Regions from separate parts of the Mus musculus genome. Here region 1 is linked to region 2. Evidence: chromatin contacts called from public promoter capture Hi-C data. All regions are on one chromosome and are shown on one strand. Each heading gives the region's core, a stretch centred on a gene start, on an enhancer-like site or on the middle of the called end of the contact. The rest is flanking DNA. Distances are from core to core; before and after follow the strand shown. Region 1 holds the start of Tigd2 (tigger transposable element derived 2). Region 2 holds the start of Lsm5 (LSM5 homolog, U6 small nuclear RNA and mRNA degradation associated).

Region 1 (6,952 bases), core at 629-3,128, 2.5 Mb before region 2:
AAGTACTCTGGTCCGTGTCAAAAGCCAATGTCCTCGTTGGTAGACATTTCCAGAACAATCCAGTTTGGTCAGCACCATAAATCTGTTCTGGTAGGAGATTTTCTCTTTCCACAAATTCCTGAAAGTTACCACAAAATTCACTGGCAGCAGTTTCATCCCCTTTTAATTTTGTGCCTTTCCCTGCAGCCTTTGGAATACCGTGGCGCTGCTTAAACCTAGTAAGCCAGCCAGAAGAGGCATTAAAATCACCCTCCATGCCCAATGCATCGAAGAAGAACCTAGCCTGCTTTGCACAGATCGTTCCAGACACTGGAATGCCATCTGTTTTCTGTTGATTAAACCATTCTATCATCACTCTGTCAAGCTCCTCATACGTTGACGACTTCATGGATTTACGCTTGGACACCCCACTAGTTGGGTCTGAACTGTTGGCATAGTTTATAATTCTCTCTTTGTTTTTTTTAATGTCACGAACTGTGGATTCACCAATTCCATACAGGACAGAAAGTTTTTTGAAGGAGTTGCCTTCTTCAAGCTTCTTAATAATGTCAAGTTTGTCTTTAATTGTCAGGACCACACGTTTACGTTTCCCCAACATTTTAGTCTAATTATTTTAGACAATTAACAACTTAGATTTGAACACAAAGAGACCAGAAAATGGAGGCTTAAGAGTCCTCAGCTGTTCCCTAAGACTTGGATGTTATAACAATTTTCAACGAAAGTCCGAGTTTTTCCCTTTGCATTTTAGAACTTAACCTGTTCCTATGACAACGAATAGCTCCAGATAACCCTTGTTTCTCTTCTTCCTCCTTGCTCTTTTCATTAAATTGCAGCCTTACTGAAAGCTCTAAGTTGAATCAATATTGTCCTACCGAGGTTTCTAAAACATTCTCATGATGATCAATTTTTGCCATTACCATGGGTCTTTTTTTCTTTTTCTTTTTTTCTTATGCTACGTTCAAGAAAACAGTTTTACTCGGGCTTGCACACTTAACAGACAGAAACACGGAGCAGGAAGCCTCACAGCCTGACTGTTGATGTCTGTGTCAGACAGCCAAGTGAGTGAACGCTCTCTTCAAGGCAAGGACTCTTGATGAGTACCTATGAAAGTCACAGCGAGCAGAGGTGAGCTGTCTCACCTCTTAGAATGTAAGTGGACAGGCAAACAACTCAGTACTTTAAACCAAAAAGAACTTATTGCTAATGGCAACTGAAAGGGAAACAGCGGACAAGTGATGTCACATGATTCAAGAAAGGATAAAAAACTTCATTGGTGGAAATCAGGACCCAAGGCTGCAACTAGGGGGTGGTAGGCTGGGTGAAGACCATACAGTAATCCTGGTGCAAGAAGATCTCCATGACCACAGAAGTAGCTGCTGGGGTGGTAGAGGTACTCGAGCCTTTGAAACCTATAGGAAAATACCAAACACGTTTTCCTTTCAGTATCAGTCCACCGTATAACTCATACCTACCCCTGCAACTGTGTCTAGGACATTGCCACCTATCAACCTGACAGGTAATAGACAAATAACGCTCGCAGGCACCACCCGGGAGCTGAGAGCCTACCTCCTGACACTACCAGGGCCTCTCCGAGACCGCCGGCCAGCAAGCTCCGAGCCGGACGCTGGGTGAAAGTCGGAGGCAGAGGGTCACGGCCGCAGCCCTACAGCGAGCGACTGGTCACCAGGCGCGCGGGACGCCGGGAAGCAGGGTGCGGGCATCGCTCCGCCTGACCGGCCAGAACGCAGAGCCAGCAGAGGAAGTCCCCAGCGAAGTCGACCCCGCCAGCCACCGCAGAGCGAGCGCGCAACGGAGCTGCGCGGCCGAGCCGGAAGGCAGGGGATTAGGTGCGCGCGCGCGCCCCCGCAGGAACGTGTTGTCGGCGAGGGGCGGGATGCGCGGGCGAGCCCGCTGACGGGGGCGCGGCTTCTGGGGGAGGGGCGGGGCTTGGCCAATGCTCCGCCTCCGGACACCCAGCGTGTGGCTCACGGCTGAGACCAGCAGAGGGCGACGCAGGGTGATTCTAGGTGGCCGGACTTTGCAGATGAGAAGGGAATAATAGCAAGGTTTTCTTTCTGGTAAGACTCAGGGAATATTTTAAGGCCCTAATGAGTTTACAGCTGTAACCTTCCAGGAATCTTCCCTCAAGGACTCTCTTCTGTTATCTTCTAACTAACAGGTTGTTCTGTTAGTATCATTTGGGTAATTTTCCTATATTTGTGTCCAAGGAAGTGAGAGTTGTGCTGTTTTGAGGATCATGTTGTTTTTTTCTTTTTTCTTTCTTCAGTAGCTTAAGATATATTTTAATCATGTTTACAATGTTACAATTTAGTATTGATGTTTTATGAAGTTAAATTATTAAATGAATAGTCTTAAATCCACTGTGGTGTTTTGTTTTGTTTTGTTTTGTTTTTTGAAAAATTATATAATTACCAAAAGCCAAAAATCAAATATTTGGAATACCTACTGTGAAATTTAAGAGATTAAAGGTTGTACTTGATACTTGTTATTTTTCTTAAATCTAGTTATCAAATGTAAAAATAAAAAGGCCCAGGGAGTGCACAGAGCCTCTTTGCCCTCTTCTGCGGCTGCGGCAACACAGAGCCGGATACCAGAGGCCAGCCAGCATGACGGTCGGCACTGATGACCTTAATGCTGGTGCAGGAATATAAGGACCACTTCCTGCTGTCAAAGGGGAATTTCAAGACTTCCACCTGTATCCAGTCCCAGCGTAGAGCCCCTCTCTTGCATAATAGTTTTTTAGGTGGTGTTGTTTTTAAATCCTTCTTCCACAAACTACAACCTAATGTGGATTATTCTGTTTCAGAAGAGGTTGTTTATTTGTTTGTTTCTCTAGAATTCTAGCACCAGGAGAGAGGGAAATCAAACCAAGCATTCATTCACTCTGCAGAGAAAGAATGTTGATTACTGGCCCTCTTTTGTCTCCCAAGCCTTCTCTGTGCTGCTATTCTCAGAGTCCCACCCTTCCACTCTCTGGCCTGCTGGATGGAAATCCTTTGATCTTTGATCTATCTCTGCTGTCCTATGGATGACTTTGGACAAGCCCTAGTTTTGCCTGAAAGTAGACTTCCCATAACTCTCACCCGCTTCAAGCTTACAAGGAAGCAATCTGAGTGGTTCCAAATGACCATTCCTAGTAAAGAACAATTTCATTCATATTGCTTTTAAAAACTTCCCTTCTCCCTTCTCGTTCTTAAGGAGTGCGCAAAAACACTCGCACCTGTTCATTCCTTAACAGAGGAGAACTAGCTTTCAGACTGCCAACCTCATAGAAATCAGGCTGTTCTTAGCCAAACGGAAGTTTGCCTGGCTTTCCTCTCTTCCAGCCTCCTGGGGTCACTGTGGCCTATGGTATTAAAGAAGAAAAAATGAAAAAAAAATCCTGCCTTGCTTGCCCATCCCACTTTTGGAAGCTAATTTCCTTCTCCATAGTGTGTTTGATGAGTATTTGTAGAATCTACCCCCAGTCAATTGTTTACCCCTTCTGTAACCTCATGAAGAACAAAAGCCAGATGCCGATATCATAAAGGCTGTCAAGCCTCTAGAACCCTACAAGACCTGTGACCACATGAACTACCCACGCCCTCCATGAGGGAATATTAATAGAGCCCTATTTTGTGGGTGCCTTATGAGCCTGGTGAGCATCTCCTTCTCTCTATGAACGAATAACATAGTCTGAACCTCAGCTGCTTTCTTCAAGATGACAGTGGTAGTGCCAAACTGGAATGTTACAACTGCAGCACACACACATGTGCACACACATGAACTGTCATGGGCATGCTATGTCAAAAGCTTAGACATGTATTGTCTTTCCACAGGGTAAGAATTTATTAAATAATAATGATTACATAAGGCATCAATTTGCTATGTAGTTATGATTTCCCTTGATTATTGTCAGTTAGCAAATATAGGTTCTCTTATTCCATTCTTTTTTTTTTTCCATTTTTTATTAGGTATTTAGCTCATTTACATTTCCAATGCTATACCAAAAGTCCCCCTTACCCACCCACCCCCACTCCCCTACCCACCCACTCCCCCCCTTTGGCCCTGGCGTCCCCCTGTACCGGGGCACACAAAGTCTGCGTGTCCAATGGGCCTCTCTTTCCAGTGATGGCCGACTAGGCCATCTTTTGATACATATGCAGCTAGAGTCAAGAGCTCAGGGGTACTGGTTAGTTCATAATGTTGTTCCACCTATAGGGTTGAAGATCCCTTTAGCTCCTTGGGTACTTTCTCTAGCTCCTCCATTGGGAGCCCTGTGATCCATCCATTAGCTGACTGTGAGCATCCACTTCTGTGTTTGCTAGGCCCCGGCATAGTCTCACAAGAGACAGCTACATCTGGGTCCTTTCAGTAAAATCTTGCTAGTGTATGCAATGGTGTCAGCATTTGGAAGCTGATTATGGGGTGGATCCCTGGATATGGCAGTCTCTACATGGTCCATCCTTTCATCTCAGCTCCATACTTTGTTTCTGTAACTCCTTCCATGGGTGTTTTGTTCCCACTTCTAAGGAGGGGCATAGTGTCCACACTTCAGTCTTCATTTTTCTTGAGTTTCATGTGTTTAGGAAATTGTATCTTATATCGTGGGTATCCTAGGTTTTGGGCTAGTATCCACTTATCAGTGAGTACATATTGTGTGAGTTCCTTTGTGATTGTGTTACCTCACTCAGGATGATGCTCTCCAGGTCCATCCATTTGGCTAGGAATTTCATAAATTCATTCTTTTTAATAGCTGAGTAGTACTCCATTGTGTAGATGTACCACATTTTCTGTATCCATTCCTCTGTTGAGGGGCATCTGGGTTCTTTCCAGTTTCTGGCTATTATAAATAAGGCTGCTATGAACATAGTGGAGCATGTGTCCTTCTTACCAGTTGGGGCTTCTTCTGGATATATGCCCAGGAGAGGTATTGCTGGATCCTCCGGTAGTACTATGTCCAATTTTCTGAGGAACCGCCAGACTGATTTCCAGAGTGGTTGTACAAGCCTGCAATCCCACCAACAATGGAGGAGTGTTCCTCTTTCTCCACATCCTCGCCAGCATCTGCTGTCACCTGAATTTTTGATCTTAGCCATTCTGACTGGTGTGAGGTGGAATCTCAGGGTTGTTTTGATTTGCATTTCCCTGATGATTAAGGATGTTGAACATTTTTTCAGGTGCTTCTCTGCCATTCGGTATTCCTCAGGTGAGAATTCTTTGTTCAGTTCTGAGCCCCATTTTTTAAGGGGGTTATTTGATTTTCTGAGGTCCACCTTCTTGAGTTCTTTATATATGTTGGATATTAGTCCCCTATCTGATTTAGGATAGGTAAAGATCCTTTCCCAATCTGTTGGTGGTCTTTTTGTCTTATAGACAGTGTCTTTTGCCTTGCAGAAACTTTGGAGTTTCATTAGGTCCCATTTGTCAATTCTCGATCTTACAGCACAAGCCATTGCTGTTCTGTTCAGGAATTTTTCCCCTGTGCCCATATCTTCAAGGCTTTTCCCCACTTTCTCCTCTATAAGTTTCAGTGTCTCTGGTTTTATGTGAAGTTCCTTGATCCACTTAGATTTGACCTTAGTACAAGGAGATAAGTATGGATCGATTCCCATTCTTCTACATGATAACAACCAGTTGTGCCAGCACCAATTGTTGAAAATGCTGTCTTTCTTCCACTGGATGGTTTTGGCTCCCTTGTCGAAGATCAAGTGACCATAGGTGTGTGGGTTCATTTCTGGGTCTTCAATTCTATTCCATTGGTCCACTTGTCTGTCTCTATACCAGTACCATGCAGTTTTTATCACAATTGCTCTGTAGTAAAGCTTTAGGTCAGGCATGGTGATTCCACCAGAGGTTCTTTTATCCTTGAGAAGAGTTTTTGCTATCCTCGGTTTTTTGTTATTCCAGATGAATTTGCAAATTGCTCCTTCTAATTCGTTGAAGAATTGAGTTGGAATTTTAATGGGGATTGCATTGAATCTGTAGATTGCTTTTGGCAAGATAGCCATTTTTACAATGTTGGTCCTGCCAATCCATGAGCATGGGAGATCTTTCCATCTTCTGAGATCTTCTTTAATTTCTTTCTTCAGGGACTTGAAGTTTTTATCATACAGATCTTTCACTTCCTTCGTTAGAGTCACGCTGAGATATTTTATATTATTTGTGGCTATTGAGAAGGGTGTTGTTTCCCTAATTTCTTTCTCAGCCTGTTTATTCTTTGTGTAGAGAAAGGCCATTGACTTGTTTGAGTTAATTTTATATCCAGCTACTTCACCGAAGCTGTTTATCAGGTTTAGGAGTTCTCTGTTGGAATTTTTAGGGTCACTTATATATACTATCATATCATCTGCAAAAAGTGATATTTTGACTTCCTCTTTTCCAATTTGTATCCCCTTGATCTCCTTTTGTTGTCGAATTGCTCTGGCTAATACTTCAAGTACTATGTTGAAAAGGTAGGGAGAAAGTGGGCAGCCTTGTCTAGTCCCTGATTTTAGTGGGATTGCTTCCAGCTTCTCTCCATTTACTTTGATGTTGGCTACTGGTTTGCTGTAGATTGCTTTTATCATGTTTAGGTATTGGCCTTGAATTCCTGATCTTTCCAGAACTTTTATCATGAATGGGTGTTGGATCTTGTCAAATGCTTTTTCTGCATCTAACGAGATGATCATGTGGTTTTTGTCTTTGAGTTTGTTTATATAATGGATTACATTGATGGATTTTCGTATATTAAACCATCCCTGCATCCCTGGAATAAAACCTACTTGGTCAGGATGGATGATTGCTTTAATGTGTTCTTGGATTCGGTTAGCGAGAATTTTATTAAGGATTTTTGCATCGATGTTCATAAGAGAAATTGGTCTGAAGTTCTCTATCTTTGTTGGATCTTTCTGTGGTTTAGGTATCAGAGTAATAGTGGCTTCATAAAATGAGTTGGGTAGAATACCTTCTA
Region 2 (6,938 bases), core at 133-2,632:
TCTTAGTCACTGTGTGAGAAGACTCCCAACAACTCCTCAGTTCTTCAAGCTGTGGCCAAGGGACAGTGTTTTAACTTGTTTTAAGCACAAGGAACTTAATCCTGACTCTTACCTCAAAAGGATGGCTGTCAAGTGTGTTTGTAATTGCCTTGGGACCTAGTAGATCTGTAAGACTTATAGATTGGGCGTGGAGGAAAAAAAGCCACCACTGGCTTGGAATTGAGAATGGAGCTGAGTTTTCATTGCTTTCCATATTAAATCCCATAGTGCTGTGCACATGAAATGTACTATTTGTCCTCCTTCCCACTCTCTTGGTTGAAGACTTTTCTGAACATTGTTTTATGTATCCAGCAAGCTGCTAGTCAAACAATATTCCACTGATATGTTTTTTCAATGGAGGAATGAAGGGTGCTCATCTCTCATATTTAGGCTGTTTGGTTTTAAGTCTGTCACATGAGATGGACAAAGGCAAAGTATTTATCTGCTTTAACAACAACAACAACAACAACAACAACAACAAAACAAGCACGTAAACGAACAAACAAAAAACACTAGGGCCCAAACTCCGGGCCTCATGAATGCTAGGAAAGTACCCTATAGCCAAGCTACCAGCTAGCCCTTGTTAGTTTTAATTTCTTATTTTGTGTCGGGGTCTAAGAGGGCCATGCCTGCAACAGATGCCTCCTTTTGTCTCTCAAGTGTTGGGTTTACTGGCCACTCCACGTTAAAAGGGGGCTTTTTAATCTTTTCCAATGCAGAAGTGTGATAGCAAGGTTTCCAAACATGATGGAGTCAACATACAGAGTGACATCTTACGGTTGCCTGCAAATTGAAAACTGATAGTGACTTTAATGCCTGTAATAAACCAGACACCTAGAAACGACAAGAAGAAATTAAATAATAGTAGAAGTTTTTTGTTTGTTTGTTTGTTTGTTTGTTTTTTCTAAAAAAAAAAAAGCTTGTGAAAAATGCTGCTTTATAGACTTTCAGTCCTCTGGCCTTAAAAGTACCAGATTCCTTAAAAAAAAAAAAATGAGTAGTTGTTGAGGAGCATGCAGAACGAGTTTATAGTAGGAAATATAAATTGATTTTATTGCTCTGAAGAAAGATACAGGCTTGAAATGCAACCTTCTAGAGGAAAATTAACCGACTCAGAGATCTCGTATGCTGGTCTTCCGGCGGCAAATTATCTCTGAAGTTTAGCAAAACTTGGGGGTACCATAGGTGCCTGTTGGGTTGGTGGCAGGGATAGAGATCCGAACCTCTCTATCGAATCTGTCTGCGATCCATTGGGATCCTCTGGATCTCAAGATCGGCTTTGGATTAGTCTTGTCTGAACCAGCTGTGGAAAAGGGCGGAAGCGCGCAATTTTAAAGTCTGCGCCGGTGTCCTTAGCCACTTCCGGCGTGGCCATGGCGGCTAACGCGACCACGAACCCGTCCCAACTCCTGCCACTAGGTAAAAGTCTTGTTTGGGGAGCGGTCGGGTTGCTGCAATTCCACGCTGGGGGCCGAGGCTGGGCCACCGCCCCTCCGGGCCCGGCTGTCCGGTCCTTGGCGTCACTGGGCAGACAGACAGACCGTTTTGCCTGTCGGTGGTCGGTGAGGGTCCCACTTAGTGAAGGACGTGCTCGGCCTTTTTGAGCTCGCCAGTAAGATGTCATGAGTCGCGCAGTCCCAGTTCTCAGCTTGGCCTTCTTGGTCTCCAGATCAGGTAGACCCTGTATTGGCTTGGGTAAGGAGTGCGCCACGGCATACAATGAATCTTACAATAGAAATCTGGAAACTAGCCCCGTCGTTCATTAATTCAACAAGCAATTCCCGCGCAGTGCCAGAGAACTGTTGAATAATGAACTTGAATTACAGCCATTGCTTTCAAGATCGCACACCGGCACGCATCGTGCTGAGCAATTCTAAGATGCTGAGATGAACAGGTTGGCCCAGGAGCACAGAGAGTTAAGGTTAAGTGAGAGAAGGAGTGACGGGAAAGCCGGTGTCTGTAATAATGCTTCTCCCTTGTCATGTTTTGGGGCTGGTGAGCTTAGTGAATGTGTCTGTGATTGAAAGTTTTTGCAGTGTTAGATATTGTTTATCGGTACAAACACTGATGAAGAAAAACAGTTATGGTCTCCACCCACCTCATGGTGTGTGTTTTCATACATTAATCAAATAATCTAAATAAAAATCACAGTCCTATTAATTGCAAATAAAGAGTTAAGTGAAAGCTAAGGCAAACATTTGTGCTAACGATTAAACAGAGATTTGTGTAAGATGTAAAATTACCGAATGGTTCCAGATACATATGTAGGAGAGTATGGCCTTTTTTGACATCATTGGGAGGGGAGGCTCTTGATCCTGTGGAGTTTGATGCCACAGCATAAGGAGAATGCTGGAGTGGGTGGGTGGGTGGGGGAGCACCCTCATAGAAGCAATTGGGGAGTGGGGAGAAGGTAGATATGGGAGGGGTGTTGTGGAGGGGTAACCAGGAAGGGGGAATATCATTTGAGATGTAAACAGATGGAATGATTAATAAAAGTAAGTAAATAAATAAATAAATAGCAAAAAACTGAATGTTTTTGCTTATCTTTAATGATAAAAAATAATAAGTGAAGTAGGCATTCAAATGTTGGTCGATCTAATAAGTAGGTAAAATTACCCTTTTCCTTCCACAGAGCTTGTGGACAAATGTATAGGGTCAAGAATTCACATTGTGATGAAGAGTGATAAAGAAATTGTCGGGACACTTCTAGGATTTGATGACTTTGTCAGTATCCTTTTTAAAAGCGGGAATGGTGTAGGTTTCTAAAGATGTATTAATATAAGAAAGAACTATAGACAACCGAAGAATTTCTGGTTATTACATTAAGAATAATTTTGTTTTCCAGGAACTTGGTAGTATTTTAAGAGGTGTGTTTGCTGACAGTTGATAGGGCTCTTGCCAACAACAAACCTTTTGAATTTGCACTATCATAGTGTTGAACATATTTTAAACCAAACAAAAACATATACCTGAATAAACCTTATTTATTTTCTTAACATTAAATTCAGATATGGTGTTGGAAGATGTCACAGAATTGTGAGTAGTATTTAAAAAATTAAAAAAATTTGAGAGGAGGGGAGGAAATCTCTTTTTAATTAAAGATGGTGCCTTGATTACTTTTTTCTATTAATGTGAAGAGACAGCATGACAAAGGTATCTTATGGAAGAATGCGTTTAACTGGGGGCTTGCTTACAGTTTCAGATGGTTAGAGTCCCTGACTGTCCTAGCTAAGAGCTTATATGTTAGATAATAACCAAGAGAGAGAGAGAGAGAGAGAGAGAGAGAGAGAGAGAGAAGTAAATAGAGAACGCGAGCGCACTAAGTGGGTATAATTTAGGTTTTTGGAATCTCAAAGCCTAACAGGGTGATACACCTCCTCCAAAAAAGGCCACACCTCCTAATCATTTCCAGTTTGCCAACAGAGGACCAAGTGGAGGCCATTCTCCTTTAAACCTCCATAGCAGCTTTAGTATGATCGATATAAAAAAAATTACTTGTTGGAAAATACCTTAATACTGAAACGTTATTTACTGGTGTTTGTGAGGTCCAGTTAAAGGATTATTATCTTCATATTATTCCTGAATTTGTAAGAAATTAGTGTGAACAAGCTTTATGGTGAATTATATTTACATGAGTATTATCCAATGGGCAGTTTGTATTCTGTATATATTTACTGTAATTATATGCGTTCACATTGAATCATGTGTAAGAATAACAGCTTTGTCACTAGGGATTGAACCCAGGGCCTTGTGTGTGTGCTCTGCCACCAAGCTATTCTCCTTACCCCAGTAGGACTTTTAGGGAGGGAAAGTGTTTCTAATACTGCCTTTGATTACTTGTTTATCCAGACTCCATTTAATCTATCTTTTTAGTGAAATTACACCAGAAGGAAGAAGAATTACAAAATTAGATCAAATTCTACTAAATGGAAATAATATAACAATGGTAAGACATTAAAACTTTTCTCTGGAAATTATTTTACTTTTGTAGTGTAGGGATTATGGAACTGACTTAAACTTCTATTTCGTTGGCAATGTTCATGGCACTGAGATAGACACACTGAGGATGGGAAGGGAGCCTTGGTGATCTGTGCCTCAGGGCAGCTGTTGAAAGTGCTTTGGTCCTTGTCTTAGTCAGGGTTTCTATTCCTGCACAAACATCATGACCAAGAAGCAAGTTGGGGAGGAAAGGGTTTATTTGGCTTACACTTCCATACTGCTGTTCATCACCAAAGGAAATCAGGACTGGAACTCAAGCAGGTCAGGAAGCAGGAGCTGATGCAGAGGCCATGGAGGGATGTTCCTTACTGGCTTGCTTCCCCTGGCTTGCTCAGCCTGCTTTCTTATAGAACCCAAGACTACCAGCCCAGAGATGGTCCCACCCACAAGGGGACCTCCCCTCTTGATCACTAATTGAGAAAATGCCCCACAGTTGGATCTCATGGAGGCATTTCCTCAACTGAAGCTCCTTTCTCTGTGATAACTCCAGCTTGTGTCAAGTTGACACAAAACTAGCCAGTACAGTCCTTAGGATTAGCTTGCTTATTAATCTTTGTCGACTTCTAGCTCATCCGGAATCATTAATAACTTAGACGTCAGCTAGTGATGTAGGGATTACTAACAGATGGACTTGGAGAAGATGGGATGTGAAGGATGGGGGAGAGGCAAAGCTGGCTTTGGTCCACGAGGGACACGAAGGGTTTTTTAGGTGGTGTGGTAGTGTTATTAATAAATTCTTTTTCTCCAATGCAGCTGGTTCCCGGAGGAGAAGGGCCTGAAGTATGAATGGATTTCCTCGACGTTGTTTTCAAACCTTTAACATTTAGAGTCTATAAATGAAGTTTCCGTTAAAGGGAAACTCTTTGAAGATATACATCCATTTTTCTAAGCTAATCATGGTTATTTTGGGAAAAGAAGAGTTTTGTTTTGTCTTCTTTTTTTTTTTAAAGACTAAAAAAAATAAAGATGTTTTTGGTTAACTGTGATTTGATTTATTATGTCGAAGTAGCTCGTGAAGCAAATATAGTTTTTTGATACTTAGTTTCATATTGATTTCTGTTTATTTTCTCCCTCATTTGTATTAATTTGATTGGGGCAGGGGTAATTTTACTCAGTGGCTTGAGGGTAGGGTGGAGCAGAAGGGATCTGTCTAATGAGATGTCCTCCAATGGCTGTTCTCCCTGGCCTCTTTGCTAAAAGTGAACTTAGGTCTTGTTCTTTCAGAGATTTTCTTTATTTTTATTGTATGTGTATGCGTATCTTCCTGCATGTGGGCCTACTTCATATGCAGTGTCTGCGGAGACCAGAAGAGGTGGTTGGATCCCTGGTACTGGAGTTACTGTGGGCTGTAACCTGTGCAGTGTGGGGCTGGGAATTCAACCTGGGTTCTCTGTGTGAGGAGCTTGTGCTCTTAACCACTGAGCCATCTCTCCAGCTCCTGAACTGAACTCTGAAACAGCATTCATTCCAAAACAAAATGAACTTTGAGTTTGAATGTATCATTTAAAAAACCTTAATGATCCCTTAAGAAAATTCAGTTCAAACTCTATTTCATAATGATGCTTTTCACATTGAATTCAGTTTTTATTAATTCCTATTATAAACACAGACCATGTATGCTGTATTGTACAAGTGCAGGTAAGTCAAAAGAAGTAATCACATCTTATATTTTCCTAGCTTGAAAAGACATTGTTTTTTTTTTTTTTAACGTGTATGAGTACCTGCTTGTATGTCTGTGTACCGCTTACCTGCTTTGTACCCTCGGAGTCCAGAAGATGGTGTTGGATCCCCTGGCACTGGTCTTTTCCTATACTTAAACCAACAGCAACAACAATAAGCATTTACTTACTTTGGGTGTGAGTGTGCCCTGTGGGTGTGTGAGTGCCACGGAACATGTATGGAGGTCAGAGGACAACCTGCAGGACTCAGTTCTTCTCTTCTCTCACATGGGTCCTGGATATTGAATTTAGTCTATTAGCCTGAATAGCAAGTGCCTTTCCCGGCCGAGCCATCTCACCCACTCCTGTCAGAGGCTTTTTGAGTGTGTACGTTTAATCAAAAATTTGCTTTTCCTAAATTTTAGACTCCATGCTAAGCGCAATTTTAGAGACGGTTAAATGATGAGTATTTTTCTGTGTCAAATATTTCAGCAGTAATATCTATAAAGTTTTATTAAGTGTTTTTACTATAAATTATTTCACCTATGCTTATTGGCTACAGTCATTTTAATAAATCTTTATAGTTCTTGTTTTTCCTAGAGTAAATTCGTAGAGCACATATTTCATATTGCCAACAGGAAGTTTATTTCATGCTACTTTTGCCTGTTTTTCCAGTCCCCTTACACCCTTTCAACATTCAACTATGCTGTAATTTTCTCTTCCATGTGCTAAGCAAAACCTGATTTAAAAACTTTTAGAAACTTACTTTGGACTTACTTGTATTTTTGAGTTATTCGAGGCCTTCTCATCCAAGTCCTTTTTGGAGGCACTCCCTTCCAGGCTGGCCTTGAACTTGCGATCCTGCCTCAGTGCCCCAGCACTAGGGTTATAGGCAGGTTCTACCACATTAGAGTTATATAAAGTAGGCCTGGTGAGATGGCTCACTGGTTAAGAACACTGGCTGCTCACTCAGAGGTTCTGAGTTCAGTTCCCAGCAACCACAGGGTGGCTCATGGCCATCTGTCAAAGGGATCTGATGTTCTCTTCTGTCATGCAGGTGTACCCGCAGACAGAACATAACAAATAAATCTTTAAAAAAAATAAAAAATGTTTGTATCAAGCTTTGGCCTATGTGTTTTAAACAATTTGCAAAAACTTGGTTTTTTTGAGACAGGGTTTCTCTTTATAGCCCTGGCTGTCCTGGAGCTCACTTTGTAGTCCAGGCTGGCCTCGAACTCAGAA

Evidence for each region. Promoter capture Hi-C pulls out the DNA fragments that hold promoters and counts their contacts.
Region 1: a contact with region 2 is called in a promoter capture Hi-C map of pre-B cells, with 14 times the contacts expected there. The contact joins the promoter of Tigd2 here to the promoter of Lsm5 in region 2. A contact is called at or near these places in 5 of 39 promoter capture datasets (the C10 cell line, cranial neural crest, hippocampal neurons and 2 more), 5 of 484 Hi-C or Micro-C datasets (B cells, CD4 T cells and rod photoreceptor) and 1 of 9 other capture datasets (liver).

What each region holds. Positions count from the first base shown.
Region 1 is chr6:59,203,796-59,210,747 of GRCm38.p6, reverse strand. Tigd2 (tigger transposable element derived 2) reads right to left here and starts at 1,878. Exons shown (of 2, transcript NM_001081145.1): 1 at 1,567-1,878; 2 at 1-1,409. The coding sequence starts at 598.
Region 2 is chr6:56,699,143-56,706,080 of GRCm38.p6, reverse strand. Lsm5 (LSM5 homolog, U6 small nuclear RNA and mRNA degradation associated) reads left to right here and starts at 1,382. Exons shown (of 5, transcript NM_025520.3): 1 at 1,382-1,458; 2 at 2,672-2,767; 3 at 3,048-3,075; 4 at 3,913-3,985; 5 at 4,792-5,018. The coding sequence starts at 1,413. The coding sequence ends at 4,824.